Regions from separate parts of the Gossypium hirsutum genome. Here region 2 is linked to region 1. A link is a contact called in public Hi-C data. All regions are on one chromosome and are shown on one strand. The core of a region is the stretch at or near the end of the contact, and the rest is flanking DNA. Distances in the headings are between cores, read along the strand shown. Region 1 holds the start of LOC107962472 (F-box/kelch-repeat protein At1g22040). Region 2 has its middle 16 kb from the start of LOC121230362.

Evidence for each region. A called contact is a pair of places that touch in the nucleus more often than the background predicts.
Region 2: a Hi-C map of leaf shows a contact between it and region 1, with 2.4 times the contacts expected there. The contact joins the enhancer-like site here to the promoter of LOC107962472 in region 1. A contact is called at or near these places in 9 of 34 Hi-C or Micro-C datasets (cotyledon, fibers, hypocotyl and 2 more).

Annotation. Positions count from the first base shown.
Region 1 is chrA06:6,200,139-6,202,856 of Gossypium_hirsutum_v2.1, forward strand. It overlaps LOC107962472 (F-box/kelch-repeat protein At1g22040), which reads left to right and starts at 1,315. Exons shown (of 2, transcript XM_016898881.2): 1 at 1,315-1,496; 2 at 2,271-2,718. The coding sequence starts at 2,288.
Region 2 is chrA06:6,302,181-6,304,898 of Gossypium_hirsutum_v2.1, forward strand. No RefSeq gene overlaps it. Among protein-coding and RNA genes, the nearest start is that of LOC121230362, 16 kb to the left of the region's middle. Within about 2 kb of position 1,366, at least 7 of the 9 cell types and tissues checked have an H3K27ac peak or open chromatin away from gene starts, as enhancers often do. A contact at or near this core is called in cotyledon, fibers and leaf, where this site is marked.

The sequences.
Region 1 (2,718 bases), core at 65-2,564:
AGATAGATAAATGAAATAAATATAGGTACATGGAATTTAATTTATGTTAAGCTTAACATGAACAATTACCGAAATAAATATACATAAGATATATGGAAATGATGGTGTATGAAATTTTTATATAACGAAATGAATGATATATGCTTATGAAGAAATGGTAAGAGAATAATATGTTTCGTGACATGTACATATATGATTATCTTTGATATGTTAATAGAAGAAAATTATGTAAATTAAGAATCATTATTAAACTTAAGTGTGATATGTCGAGAAAATAGGTATATCAATGTTGAAATTATATGAAATATGTACAAGTATACTAACAATGTTGTTGTTTGATACTTAAACAAGTGCCAAGTTATTGATTGAACGGTAATATGTTTATTTATATGATGCATTGAATCAGTAAGTATTTAATTAAAATTTTTTGTTAAATGATATGTAAATTCTAATAATGCCCCGAAACCCTATTTCGGCAACGAATACGGGATAGGGGTGTTACAGGAAGAAAAGTGAGAAGAAAGAAAATAAGAGTGATAATTTTTCGTCTTAATACATAAAAAATCAATTCTTTCAAATTGGAACTATGAAAGGAAAGAAAATGAGAGACAAGTGTATGTTAGTTCAAATTAAATATTTTTCAATTGTTTTAATTTCTTTTCTTTTACTTTTCAACTCTACCAAATAACAGAGAGAAAGAAAATTGTATTTTTTTTCTATTTTTCCATCTATCCTACCAAGCACACTTATGAAAAGAAAATTTATATTTTTCATCCTTATAGTTTTCCAATCCTTCAATTTTCCATCTTTCTAATTTTCTTTCCTTTGTACCGAGCAAAACAATTTGATAAAAATTACCAATGACGATAATGATTGAACTCGAATTTCAAATTGAAAAAGTCTGACATTGAATTTTTAACTTATAAAGAACAAGGACTAAATCTCAAATTTTGTCAAAGTATAAGAAGTAACATCACATTTTAACCAATTCTAGAATTCCATTTTTTATTTTAAATCCGAAAATTTAAAGATGAAAATGAAAGGGGTGAAACTAATCCTGGGCCTAATGAGCCCATAAAGATTTATGGGCCTAAACGAAAAGAACCTCGTAATGTGAAAACACAACTTTAACAACAACCATTAATGAGATGTCACATGTAAGAATAATAAAATATAATCAATTTACACGTTGACTAATAAAGAAATGAGGAAAAAATAAAAAATCCTGATTTTTGTGATACACGTTGGCATTGTTTGTAAACGTGGCAAAGCGTAAACAAACGTTATTGTTATTATTTTATCATGATCGGTCTGCCTAAATTTTTATTTTATTTTTTGCTGATTCTGTTTATTATTTATATGTATTTCGAGCAGCCAGAAATGAACTGCAATTTAGTATTTACAATTGCAAACACAGTGTCCCAACAAAATTCGCTTTTGGGTTTGATAGATCGCTTCACTTGCTAATTTGGATGTTACTATTTTCTGAGTGTTAGGTAATTTTTCACTCAACCCTTCCTTTATTTATTTATTTTTGTTCCAGTTAAAGATCCGAGTAAATGCACCTGAAATTCATGCGGTTTCTCCTTCAATTCTTTTAAAATTCTGAATTATGGTTTTTTTTCTTGCATTTGATTTTATTTTGTAAAAATTTTCTGTTTCTTTCACTAATTATCTGTTGATGACGTTGAAGTAGAATGGTTGAGTTTGGGAAAAATTAACAGTATGATTAGCAGTGAAAGTTTTATGATCATTAGGTGGGTTGATCTGAAATTGAGTTAGAAGTGTTATATATCTTTCTTCTTTGTATTGATGGGTGATGTAAATTGGGGAAGAGGGTCTTCTTTTTTCTTTTTTCTTTTTTTGCAGTGTTTTCTATGTAATTTTTTTTTTGGGGGGGGCGGAGGTGATGGGGATTAATCTTTGAACACAATTGCAGGGAACTTGGTTTAAATGAATTATTTAGTCCAATGCTATGTTAGTTTAATTATATTGTCTTCCTTTCTTTTGGGGGTAGAGACTTTAGAGGTTGGGGGAATAGTTGAATCGAATTTCATAGACTTTGGCTTGGCTTTTAGGAGAAGAAAGAGGAGTAAAGGGTGTTTCCTTTTGATTTATGTTAAGTTTGTGCTAGCTGAAAGTCAAAGAATGGCCTGAAGATGCATTTGTTGGGTCTAATAATGAGCATTGCATCTTATAGTTTTACTTCGGTTCTTTCATCTGTAACATTTTCATTGATCAATGGAAGTCCAATGACATCAACATTGCAGCAAGCAGGCTAAAATTCATGGGGGCTGTTCTGAGCTTGGCTGCACCAAGGAGTTCGATAAATGACTGCAACGAGGTCTTACAAAGTGGAACGTGCAAGAAAAATAAGTCCTCATGCTTGAATGAAGATAACTCAAGATTGATTCCTTGTCTTCCTGATGAGCTGTCATTGCAGATCCTTGCTCGACTTCCTAGAATTCACTACTTCAATTTAAGGTTGGTGTCACAGAAGTGGAAGGCGACTGTTATGAGCCCTCAACTGTTTAATTTGAGAAAAGAACTTGGAAAGACAGAGGAGTGGTTATATGTGTTAACTAAACTTGACGAGGAAAAGCCTCTATGGTATGGTTTGGACCCTTTGTCAAGGAAATGGCAGAGGCTGCCATCAATTCCGAGTGCCGTTTTTGAAGGAGAATCCCGGAAGAGTTTATGGAACATGGTGGGACCTAG
Region 2 (2,718 bases), core at 116-2,615, 100 kb after region 1:
GTTGGTACAGCTAGCAGTTTGTTGAAGAGCGGTTATGCAAGCTCTATATATACAATATACAATGTACAAAGAAGGGTAATTCATGGATTCATTCAAGAAACAAAAACAGAATAATTTTGCATTCAGTCTTGTTCATCTTCAATTTCAGAATAGAGATTAGCTAGTTACAAAGTCATTTAAAAACCTACCTTCTATCATAGTATCAGTCGCTTGGTGATCCTTGGCTATGGCAACCATACATTCTACTGACTTCGACTCTGTTGAGTCGAGTGGCTCCGTGTTCACTGCCAATCGGATCATAAATTCCTTCCCTAAGCATGAGGTGGTGAAGCTTAACGAGGGAGCTTTTGTTCAATTGAAACAACAAGTGCAGTTAATTGTGGCCAGCTATGATTTGACGGGGTTTCTTGATGGTACCCTATCGGCCCCGATGAGGTTCGTTCAAGCACCCGACGGTGCTCTCGTTGCAAATCCTTTTGCTTCAATTTTCAATCAACAAGACAATCTCCTCACGTCGTGGCTATTATCCATGATTAGCCCTTCATTCCTATCCTCCTTCACAAATGTCTAAACCGCATGCGATGTGTGGATAACGACTAACAACTTGTTTACGGCGAACACGGACACAAAGCAGTCATGGTTTCGCCACGAACTGCACTCTCTCACAAAAGGTATTCTCTCTATAAAAAGTTATATTACTAAAATAAAAAGCTTGTATGCTCTTTTTAAAGCGTCTAGATCTCAAATCTCGAAGGCCGAAAGGACTGAGATCACGCTTGCGGGTCTGCCCTTCGAGTTTGATGCCGTCGTATCCTCTACCTCGCTCTCTTTGGTCTGTTAACATTTCAACGATTGGTCGATGCTCTTCTTGAGTGTGAAGCTTGATAGGCGAAGACGGTTCAAGAGGTCGTGTTTGCTGCGAATCTTGTGGAAGGCACTCCGTCGCCGACGGTAGACAGATCTCCTCGTGTTGGCCATTCGCCTTCTCATGGTTGTGGATGAGGTTTTCGCTCTCGGTTTCAATGTCAGATCTGTGGCAGGTACAGTCACATCGTCCAAAGGTGTTATTACCGGTACCACCGTGAATAGTAGTCACCGGTAGTGGCTCCGGTGTCGCACCAAGGAGGGCCGTCTCATTGGTTGCTTATGGAGGCGTTGCTTGACGCGATTATGGGTAATAGATGGTATTTTCATAAGCCACGACGCCCTCGGTTCACCAATGATGTTGGTTAAAATTGGATTGCCAATAGCCAAAATTGGTTTGTGCCTCAGAAAGAGCTTGTTATGAATCCTTATACTAGGCCGAACGTTGGGGTGCAGATTGTCCTTGTACATGGGCCGCATGAAATCAATATGCCACACCTGTCCATGCTATATACAAATAGGCCAAACCCCCCAATGATGCACACAAATCAACCAAACAATGGGCTTTCAAGGCCAAATGCCCTACCTATGCCTATTGGGCCTGTCTCAAATCATGTTCAATTTGATTTGTCTTTTGGCTTGGAGCTGAATGTTAGTCCGTCGGGTGGTGCACCGATTCCTTAGAAAACTAAACCCCGATCTCGTGTTTACTCCGAGTCTGATCTGTGTATCGGGCTTCCTCGAGAAGGTAATATTCATGCATCAGATTACTTCGACTCTTCTGGTTCTCATATCAATTTCGCGCAGCTTGGGTCTCATGGTGATGGCATGGAGTCATATATTCCTATGCCGGTTGGCACTGCGTCATGGTATCCTGACTCTGGCGCTAGTAATCATGTTTGTCGGGATCCATAGGCTCTGAATAACACTACCCCGTATTTAGATACGTCTTCTCTCTTAATAGGTGATGGAACACCCGCCTCGATTTTGTCGGTTGGCCATAGTTTTTTACCCACTCAGTCTAAATTGCTATGCTTATCTAATGTTTTATGTGTTCCAAGTATAAGGAAAAACCTCTTATCAGTATCACAATTTGCCAATGACAATGGTGTGTTTTTTGAATTTCATCCGACATATTGTGTTATTAAGGACATTATAACACGAGAAACTTTGCTGAAGGGCCACATTCGTGATGGACTATACCATTTTTCGGTGCCTGTGATGTCTACTCAGTCAGTCGAAGCTCCAGTTGCTAATTCATCTGTGCTTCAGCATACGTCCAAGGATTGTAATGTTTTTTCTTTATGGCATAACCGTCTTGGTCACCCATCTGCTAGTGTTGTTAAAGCTATTTTAGACGAATGTAGTATTGCCTCGAATAAATATTGTCTTGATGCTATATGTACCGCATGACAAAAAGGGAAGCCACATAAATTGCTATTTCCTGTTTCCACTACTGAATATAGTGATCCTTTTACCTTGGTTGTCTCTGATCTCTGGGGCCCTGCATCTGTTGCATGTGAAAATAATTGGTATTATGTGTCTTTCATTGATGTATGTACTCGCTTTACGTGGATCTATCTGATTCGTCGAAAATCTTAAATTGTGCACTATTTTGTTCAGTTTCAGCAATTGTTAAAACTCAGTTTGGAAAGACTATTAAATAGTTTCAAAGTGATTAGGGCGGAGAGTATCGAGCCTTCAAGTCTGTCCTAGCTTCGCAAGGGATAATTTATCGATTAACGTGTCCACATACTTCTGAACAAAATAGAGTGGCTGAGCGCAAACATCACCACATTGTTGACATGGGTATCACCCTTTTGGCTCAAGCAAATCTATCTATGGCATACTAGG